Regions from separate parts of the Mus musculus genome. Here region 2 is linked to region 1. The links are chromatin contacts, called in public promoter capture Hi-C maps. All regions are on one chromosome and are shown on one strand. Each heading gives the region's core, a stretch centred on a gene start, on an enhancer-like site or on the middle of the called end of the contact. The rest is flanking DNA. Distances are from core to core; before and after follow the strand shown. Region 1 holds the start of Fdxr (ferredoxin reductase). Region 2 holds the start of Jmjd6 (jumonji domain containing 6).

What was found. Promoter capture Hi-C pulls out the DNA fragments that hold promoters and counts their contacts.
Region 2: a promoter capture Hi-C map of pre-B cells shows a contact between it and region 1, with 2.7 times the contacts expected there. The contact joins the promoter of Jmjd6 here to the promoter of Fdxr in region 1. A contact is called at or near these places in 3 of 39 promoter capture datasets (erythroid cells, liver and pre-B cells) and 1 of 9 other capture datasets (liver).

Annotation. Positions count from the first base shown.
Region 1 is chr11:115,273,784-115,278,888 of GRCm38.p6, reverse strand. Fdxr (ferredoxin reductase) reads left to right here and starts at 1,920. Exons shown (of 12, transcript NM_007997.1): 1 at 1,920-2,080; 2 at 2,707-2,810. The coding sequence starts at 2,002. It overlaps Fads6 (fatty acid desaturase domain family, member 6), which reads left to right. Exons shown (of 6, transcript NM_178035.5): 6 at 1-262.
Region 2 is chr11:116,841,228-116,846,332 of GRCm38.p6, reverse strand. Jmjd6 (jumonji domain containing 6) reads left to right here and starts at 2,884. Exons shown (of 6, transcript NM_033398.3): 1 at 2,884-3,268; 2 at 3,613-4,001; 3 at 4,978-5,105. The coding sequence starts at 3,140. It overlaps Mettl23 (methyltransferase like 23), which reads right to left and starts at 2,818. Exons shown (of 5, transcript NM_028865.3): 1 at 2,559-2,818. The coding sequence starts at 2,726.

The DNA of each region.
Region 1 (5,105 bases), core at 671-3,170:
ACCAGTTCAAGGCTGGCCTGGTCTATAGAGTGAGTTCCAGGACTGCCAGGGTTACACAGAGAAACACTGTCTTGAAAAACAAAACAAACAAACAAAGTGGGGAGTGATTAGTTGAGCAGAGGATTCTGGGATACTGAGTTTTGGTTCTCAGTCTGGTTGTAGGTCACATTATTACACCTACAGTCTCATAACCCATCAACTATGGTGGGAATGAATGCACTTCTCTGTATGTCAAACTTCAACTAAAAATAACCTTCATTTTTGTTGTTGTTCTTTTGTCTTCTCTCTGTAGACCAGGCTGGCTTCGAACTCACAGTTCTGCCCTCCTCTGCCTCCCCAGTGCCACCGCAGCATGGCTAAAAACATTCTTAAAATAGTGTAAAAAATATGAAATACAAAACAGGGGAAACTTCTGGATTATTAAGCTCCTACACAAGGCTCCAGCAGACCAGCCTGAAAGTTGAAATGGACTGACTCAGCATGAAGTTCACCAAGCTGTCACCTAGCCGTTCATCTGGCCCAAGAATTCCAGATTACAGTCAGGTCAGTCAAGCCAGTTTCCATTGGTATGACCACGTTCCTACTGCCATTTCCCTCTCACAAAACAAGTGGCATACTGTTTTGTGAGATCAGGTGCCACTCTGTATACAGCCCAGGCTAGCTTTGTACCTGAATTATGGAATAGAAGATTCAGCTAGGGGCGGGGCGGGGCGGGGCGAGGCAGGGGGCAGTTAAAACGTAGAGCAATTTTGTAAGTCCCTGGGTTCAATCTTCAACAAGAATAAACAAGAATCAGATGTTGTGAGGATGACAGGTTAGTCTTCCAAGAAGGAGAAGGACTCTCAGAGAAGCACTGGGCTTGTCTGGTTAGAGGTGACAATGGGTCCTGCCCTTATTTTAATTATATTTTTTGTGGTGTAATCGAAACCAGGATCATGTGCACATTAAGCATTCACCCTTCTTCAGGTCCTGTTCTTGTGTAGAAAACATGTGTGGGTCGGCTGGAGGGTAAAGTTGCTTGCCCTCAGCCTTAAATGAGTCTGAAACCCAGGAATTCACGTAGAGGAGGGAACCAACTCCTATAAGCTGTCCTCTGACTACCACACACCACGCGAACGCTGTGGCAAGTGTACACCGGCCCCCATAAATAATGTAATAAAATATATAAATGTTAGAAAAAACTTTTAAAAGATATTGATTTTAGGCTTTGCATCAATTTTCTTTTAAAACATGGAATATGAATGATTTACCTTGACTACTGAGCTTTTGGGTGCCCCCTAAGGTACGGTCTCACCCTGATCCCTGTACTGTCGGACCAGGGTCGAAGGTCGGGCTCTGGTCTCAGTGCCAGAGGGGGAACTTCTTCGCGTGTTTCCTCCCCCATCGTGGGAAGAGGGTGACTAGAAATAAGCTCTTGAGAGTTTAACACTTGTCCTTCTCTGACACGCACAAGTAGCTGTTTGAGGCTACATCAGTTCAACATCCAGACTTAAAAATCGAGGAGTCAAGAATAGCGGATACACGAGACTTCCGGGCTCTGGCCTTCTGATTGGCTGATACAAAAATCACTCAAACAACGACAACGGGGCATTGCGTCATCAGCGAGCGGCAAGCTTTACATAAAGTAAGCTCCTTTCCAATTGGCTCCCTTCTTCAAGAGCAACTGAAACAGCATAGGGGATTCGCGTTTCTTCAAATCTAGACTTCCGGCATCTGGAGGTACTAGGAAGACCGGAGAAATTTGATAAGCTTTTGAGGATTGGACGTTCTGGGGGCGGGGCCTTGGCGAGATGGGGGCATGGTTCTCTTTGGGGGCGTGGTTATTTCGGAAATCTTGGTGAAGTCTCCAAGTTGATGTTTCTAAGCAAGCGGGAGGCGAGGCTTGGGGCGGGGCTCCAGTGATGGGCGGGTCCAGAGGAGCGTCCTCGGCGGGCTGCTGGACCTGCGCTCAGCACTAGAGTCATTGCTAGCTCTTCCGCTTGCTGGTTGCACTTCTCAGCCATGGCTCCTCGCTGCTGGCACTGGTGGCGCTGGTCCGCGTGGTCTGGGCTTCGGCCGTCTCCCTCCAGGAGCACTCCGAGTAGGAGCAGGGCTCTTGGGGGCTGCACCAGGGCGAGGGGAGGCCTGTGATCAAGAGCGGGGGTCCGAGCAGAGCTGAGGCGGGGCTGGAGAGGGGCAAAGCTGAACGTGTCTGCTCTTGCGGGAGAAATGGGAGTGATGGAGAGGGGAGGATCTGTGCAAAGAGATGTAAGGCGTCCTGGGTAAGACAGCTCAGTAAAGGCTAAAAGGATAGACCATGAGGTCTTTATGTGTGATACGAGGTGAACGGAGGTGACAGGCAAATTCGAGGTGAGGAGATGAGCAATAGAGTTCTGTGGGGGAAAGAAGGGCTAGAAAAAAGCAAAATAGAAACGTGATGGGCATATGAAGACATGAGATCACATAAGGAACCTCTCAAGAAAGATAGTGCTGTGCAGGACAGCTTGGGGGATAAGGGGGTCTGGGGCAGATTATTTGTTATTGTTCATGGGTGAGACATGGGGTTCTGGATAAAGACAGCTCTGGCATTCAGATGAAATGGTGAAGCTTTGAGGAACGGAAAAAGGAAGATGCAGGTGAGGGTGAAGGCAAGGTGCAACTGGACAGAATTGGTTTGGGGTGGTAGGAGGGTGTTGGTTTGACCCTGCTGTCCCCTGCTCTACCTAGCCCCAGGCTTCTGCCAGAAGTTCTCCACACAGGAGAAGACCCCTCAGATCTGTGTGGTCGGCAGTGGCCCAGCTGGCTTCTACACAGCCCAACACTTGTTAAAGGTAAGCGAGGCACTCCTTCCAGGCTCCCTTCTTACCATTCATTTCTTGTCCCAATTCTGGGGGTAGGCTCCAGCCCTTTGGTTTGTCTGACAAGGAAGGGGCTTTTGACTAATGTAAGCTGTGTTCTTTCTAACTGATTCCACAGGTATAGCTGAGGCGCCCTAGGTCCTCAGCTGTGAGAGACATGCATTTGTTCCATGGATGGTGGTTGGGGACAGATGGGCAGCTGTCTTCTGCTTTGTAGGGAAGTCTTTTTCAGTCTAATGGGATGGCTTTCGCCTCCCCTTATCTTTACGCTTCTTTATCTCCAGCATTTTATATTTCAAGGCAATCTTGTCTGCAGCTTTGCGCCCTCCCCACGACCATTCTCTTCCACAAAGGCCAAGGTCTCAAAGCTTTCAGTATTAGTCTTGCCAGACAGGGCCTCAAGGTTGCCAGATGTACTGGAAACTCTGTCTCAGACCTTAAAGCAAAAGAGGAAGGGGGCGGGGTACTGCAGAGAAGGCTCCGTGGTTAGGAGTGTTTATGGTCTCACAGAGGACCAAAAGATGGGAGTTGGGTTCCCAGCACCCACACAGTGGCTCACAACTCAGCTCCAGGGAACCCAATGTCCTCTTCTGGCCTCTGCTTGGCCCTTCATTCTTGCACACACACAACATACATAACTAAAAGTGATAAAATAAGTAATTTTAAAAAGTAAGGAATACTGAGCTTGACTGAGACAAGACAGTGTCTGAACTTTAGAGGGGCTTGTAATACCAACGGGACAGAAGAAAAAACGATGATTATATTGATATCACATACAAATGTTTGAAAGGCAGAGTGACCCAGTGGCCTGGTTTACCTGGAGCTGACACTAGGAGGGTCTCATGGAGACCTCTGCTGTGAAGTGACCTATGCATGACTCTGCAGCTACATACCATGATCTACACAGGTCAGCGCTACCAGAAGCTGTCCCTAGAGAATGTATATTTGAGAAGCACCAAAGGTCATGTCTGGGCTTCAGCAAGCTCCCAGGTTCCGACATGAGTCAGCCTGGAGTGCAAGGCCACTGCTGAAGGACAGCCTGGGCTCTGGGATGGAGACCCAGGGGTTCTCAGGGTTGGGGTGGGTATGTGGGTGGTGTGGTTGGTATTAGGGAGGGTACTTGTAAGGGGCACTGAGGTTGAGGGAATGAATAGGATCTAGAAGGCAGGGCTTTTTGTGTCTTCTCAGTGGGCGGATCTTGACCTGCAGGCACGCGGGTGTGTTTATGGACCTGACAGTGTAGCTCGAGGAGGCTGGTTTACAAGGTATTTTAGGGCTTAAGCTAGGGGTAACCCCTAGCCCAGTCTAGAGGGAGAGGTGTGCAAACTGTATTTTATGGAGCATATGAGAATAAAATAGCCTCAAGAATGAGGAATTATGTGGATGAAGGCCAGAGGAAGGAGAGTGGCCCTGAGCCATCATTCCAGAGCCTATTCCAGAAGGCCATTGAGTATCTGAGGGGTGAAGAGGTGAGGGCCCAGATCACAAGGTACCCAGAGACCACTGACCACGTTGTAGACTTGAGTGGCTTTCTTTGGACGCTCTCCATGTTCCCTGCTGGAGCGGTTTTATCTAAATAAGCATTTCTGGGTTCAGCTCAGATTTAACCAAACTCTATGACTAGGACTCTCAGAATCAGCAGTTTTAAGCAAACTCCCTGGGGGCTGGGGGTAGATCCTGACACTCACAGATATAGGCAACAGGCCTCAGTGAGTCATCTCGAGCAAATGGGGAGAGAGGAGATGTCTCAGTGGTTAAGAGTGCATACCGACCCCTCTTGAAGAAGTTCTGAGTTCGGTTCCCAGCACTCCCAACAGGCAGCTTACACCCATCTATAACTCCGGGGGCTCTGAACCCACCTTCTGGTCTCTTTGGGTGCTGTTCTCTGCACCCCACATATGGATAACTTAAAAAAAGACATTTAAGGAAGGAAAAGCAAGGAAGCCTCCCCTAGGGATGGAACACAGGGCCTCGTGAGTGATGGGCGGGCACCCGACCACCAGCAGCTCCCCCAGCCCACTTGTCACTGGGAGTGCTCTCTCTGATGGGTAGACCTTAAGCAGGGCTGTTTGCCCAGAGAGCAAGAGAGTGGGGGAGGAAAGGATGTTGACCGAATAGGTCAAGGTGAAAGAGGAGGCCAAGGGCCACGACTGGAGCTCCAGGGGTGGAGGGAAAGGAAACACGGATAGAGGGGAAAGGACAGGGGTCAAGGAATGGGCTTCGATGTGTGGAGTGAGGCATCCTGGATCTCAGATGGGAAAAGAGATA
Region 2 (5,105 bases), core at 1,635-4,134, 1.6 Mb before region 1:
TTCCAAGTGACCTAATAGCCCTTTTTGGCCTCTGAGGACACACATAGGTGGTGCTCAGACATACATACATACAGGCAAAATACCTATAAGCATAAAAAGCCTATGCAGTGATACTCCCCTTTAATCTCAACACTTGAGAGGCTGAGCTAGGTAGATCTCCATGAGTTCAGTCAGCCAGGATTGCATAGACTTTGATTCAAAAAAGAACAAGAAACATAAAAATAAACTTTATTTGGGGAGCAGAGAGGGAACGTAATACTGAGGGGTGGAGGCAAGAAGAATGAAGAACACTAGAAAATGAATGATGGAAAAAGCCAGAGAAACATTGTTTTGTTTACTGTACTTATGCACTTGATGTAAATGAAGTCCCGGGGCAAAAATACAGACCAGATGGAAGATTCAGCAGTTCAAAGCTTCCCACTCTTCATTTTCGAGAGGAAGTCACTGTGTTGTGACTGTGCAGACTATGTTGGCCTCAAACTCCAGTGATCCTCTTGCCTCTGCCTTTTGAATGCTGGGATTAAAGGAGGGATTAAGGGCATGGGCCATCAATTCCAGCAAAAAATTAATCTGTAAATAAAAAAATAAAGCAGGGGATGGTGGTGCATGGCTTTAATACACTTGAAAGGCACAAGTGGGCAGGCCAGCCAGAACTCCATAATGAAATCCAGTCTCAAAAAACAAATATCAGTACCTAAGCATGAGACCCTGACTTAACATATGTCTATAACACAATGGATTAGGCTTTGAGTACAATAAAGGCCCAGAGAAGGATGTTTCTAGAAGAAATGCAGATTTGTGTATAAAAACCCCGGGGTTCTTTACTCATATTGAGTGTCTTTACTCCCTAAATTTGGAAGGAAATTCAAGAGTTTTTGACATGAAGACATTTGGAAGCTACAGAAACAAGTTGTTTTGGTCTGCCTCTTATGTGTTTTCCCCTGTAACACTGACCTGCTGAGAAAGGACAAACTAAAAACAAGGAGGACATGGGAAAGTCAAGATCTCATCCCTAAGACTAGTCTCTCACCAAGTGAGGATCAAATTTTAGTACAACTAACAAAATTCACCGTGACATTTGTCTACAGAGGAGCAGAGTTCTTTATATTGACATATTTCAAACCAGAATGTTCTATGGTTTTATTTACTAAAACAAGTTTCTTAGAAATTCCTGAAACAGCCGGGCGTGGTGGCGCACGCCTTTAATCCCAGCACTCGGGAGGCAGAGGCAGAGGCAGGTGGATTTCTGAGTTCGAGGCCAGCCTGGTCTACAAAGTGAGTTCCAGGACAGCCAGGACTATACAGAGAAACCCTGTCTCGAAAAACAAAACAAGACAAACAAACAAAAAAATTCCTTAAACAATTTAACTCCAGATGTTACCAAATCATTCATATGGCTATTAAGACACTCAAGTGCAGTATTCTGACTTATGAAGTCTGTACCCCATGCCTTCTTGTCCTTTTCCTAGTTGTCTATTAATGCCCAAACTTAAAAAGATCCAGGTTATTAGTATCTTCCAACTCTGCTTCACGCTTATTTGTCCTGAAATATTTCTCTGTAGTACACAGCCAAGAATCTCTTCTCTAATGTTAGAGGCTGCTGGGAGGGCGGAGGAATACACCTTTAATCCCAACACTCCAAAGGCAGAGGCACGGTGAACCCTGAGTCCAGACTGGTTCACAGAATGTGTTCCACAATAACCAGGGATACATAGAGAGACCCTGTCTCAAAACAAAATCTCTGCTTCACTTGTGTAGAAGTCTGGGAAAAAAAACAAACAAACGAGGACTGCTACAGGTGGCAGCATTGTATAGCAGAAGGCTATACCTTCTGCTCCCCTTACTATTGCCAGGGACACCTACCTACCTATGGTCCAGCTGCCTACATTACAACACGAAAATCCTTTGTAAAACCCGACTACCTGGGAAGAGTTAGTCAGTTTTAGAGTAGCTATGAGCTCGGAGGGAACAAGCCAGTGCCGATGTATAAAATTTTATTGGGGTGTTGGAGACAGGAATCCCTGGTCCCAAAATTTAAACAGCAAAGATTACGGGGTTTGGGATAAACTCAAAAGCACAACTATCATCTATCGTGTATGGATCTTGGATTCGAGCCCCGGCACTGTTTAAGCCAGCATGGTGGCGCACACTCCTAACCCTAAGAAGCGGGAAACGGGGGTTCAAATTCAAAGCCTGCCTGAGCTCAGAAATAAAACAGAGAGTTAGGGCTACCACTCAGTGGCGGAGCACTTGCCTAACAGGCAGAGGTTCAATCAAGAGTACCCGGAGGTTTGGTGGGGAGGGGGGCAGGCCGTGTTAGATATACTGACAGATGCTTTCAAAAGAGTACAAAGTTAGCATCACAGGACAAGACAGCCACTTTCCTGGTGGAATTCAGTGAACTTCCTGGCACTGTCCCTAAATGTGTCACTGGAGCGCACTTAACCCCTCACCGGGCTTCACACCAGACCTGGTGCTAATGAACGAAGCCGAGAACTGAAGGACAACCCACTCCCGCTCCAAACAGGGGGCTCCCACGTGGGTGCCGCCGCACGCACCTGCGGGACGCGGACCTCCAGCACCGCCCGATTGCCTCCGGGAACTGGCTCCTCCCGGAACCGAAAGAGCTGGGTCCCGGCCATGAGGCCGGGCTCGCACGTAGGGGAGTCCAGGGACGCCGGGTCAGGAGGCGGTGCCCAAGGAGCGCGGGGCCGGACACTGTCCATGGCAAACACAGGAAGCCGGAGGCCGCAGCGGGCCCGGCCGGAAGGAGACCGCAGGGAAGCGACGCGCAGACGGAAGTGTTGCGTAGGCCAAAGCAGGGAGGGGCAGGGCGTCGGCGACGCGACCTTCCCAACATGGCGCCCAATTGGCGTGCATGAAGGCGGGTCTGGCAGGTCGCTGAGGCCAATGGCGGACCGCATGAGGCGGTGGGGCGGGGAGGAAGGCCGCTGTTCGCCCAACCCAAAGCTCCGGTGGCGGCTGAGGAGTGAATCTTCTGGAAGGCGACTTTAAAGGCGCCGGGCCGGAGCGAAGGGCGTCTCGGGGCCGCGCCAGCCAGGGAGGGAGGGCGCGTTTGGTGGCAGGAAACGCGAGCCGCGTCGGGGTCGGGGCGGAACCGGACGGCGAGCGGCTCACGATGAACCACAAGAGCAAGAAGCGCATCCGCGAGGCCAAGCGAAGTGCGCGGCCGGAGCTCAAGGACTCGCTCGACTGGACCCGGCACAACTACTACGAGAGCTACCCGCTGAACCCCGCGGCCGTGCCGGTGAGCGGGGCGCGGGACCCCACACGACGGCTGCCCGCCTTCCGAGGGCCGCTGGTCCCCCGATGGGGCCCCGCAGCCCGGCTGTCAAAACTCGCTCGGTCGTGGGAGCTTCGGGCCCCTCCCTCCCGTGAAGGGGTGGCTCCGGGTGCGACGTGCTCGCCCGCACGCACGTGGGCCTCCTTCCGTCCCTCCGGCCCCCTGGAGGAGCAGAGGCTCGCTCGTTCCTTGCTCGTGTGTGCCATTGCTCACGGGTGTCTTTGCTAATTGGCCCTGTGGGACACCTTTATCCGCCACTGGACTTGTTCCAGTGTCCTAACGGGACAGGTCTTTTGTTGTTCCCGCAGGATAACGTGGAGAGAGCTGATGCCTTACAGCTGTCGGTGAAAGAGTTCGTGGAGCGCTACGAGAGGCCTTACAAGCCCGTGGTTCTGCTCAATGCACAAGAGGGCTGGTCCGCACAGGAGAAATGGACTCTGGAGCGCCTCAAAAGGAAATACCGGAACCAGAAGTTCAAGTGCGGCGAGGATAATGACGGCTACTCGGTTAAGATGAAGATGAAGTACTACATCGAGTACATGGAGAGCACCCGCGATGACAGTCCCCTTTACATCTTCGATAGCAGCTATGGCGAACACCCCAAAAGAAGGAAACTTTTGGAAGACTACAAGGTGCCCAAGTTTTTCACAGATGATCTTTTCCAATACGCGGGGGAGAAACGCAGACCCCCTTACAGGTAAATTATTTCACGTTAAGTTTTCAAAAACCATGGACAGTGACAGGCAGTGGTATTTTTGTAAGGCCAGCCTGGGCTACAGAATGAGTTCCAGGACAGCAAGGGCTACACAAAGAAACCCTGTCTCTGGATAAACACACACAAATCCGCAAGCCTGTTAGCAGAACTCTGTCTAACCTTGTAAAAGCAATGAAAGTCTTCCCTACACATTGACCTGTTTATAGTCCTACTTCGGAAGAAGGATTCCATGGGGGTGGGGGGGTGGGGAGGCATCTGGATTCCTCCAGGGCATTTTTTTTTTTTTAAATAAAACTTCATGCATGTATATGTTTTACCAGTCTCTGCCTGTTGGTTGAGGTCAGAACCTCAGGAGCTGCAATTATGGATAGTTGTGAGCCATTGGGATCATGTGAGGTGCTAAGAATTGAACCTTGGTGCTTTGAGGAATTGAGTGCTTCTAACCTGAGCCGTCTCTGCCCAGCCCCAGGTCATTTTAGTGCAACCATTGCTTTATCAAGGAAGTTTTATTTCTATTTTTACAAGTGTGGTTTCTTATACTGACTCTTTGTAACTCACTGTGTTACCAGGTTGACCTTAAACTCACAGAGATCTGCCTTCTAAGTGCTAGACATTAAAGATGTTCAATATTGCACCAGGCTTGGTTTGGGTGTTTTGAGATAGGGGTCTCTGTGTAGCACTGGTAGGCTTTGAAATTAAGATCCATCTGTGTCTGTCTCCAGGATGTTGGTATTAAGAGCTTGGGCTACCACACCTAGTGGATCAATAAAAGTCCAGCAGTAATTTGCATCAGTCCATTATTTTTTCTGTTAGACGTCAGTTCATATATAGTTCACTTAATATTGTATATCAGAATGTAGAGTCTCTGAAGACAGCATGCATGATTGTGTATTATAGAGACTTCTATGTCACACGCATTTCAGATTACCTCTCATGGCTTCATGCTTGCATCCTGTAGGTGGTTTGTGATGGGGCCACCGCGTTCTGGAACTGGGATTCACATCGACCCTCTGGGGACCAGTGCCTGGAATGCCTTAGTTCAGGGTCACAAGCGGTGGTGCCTCTTCCCAACAAACACACCCAGAG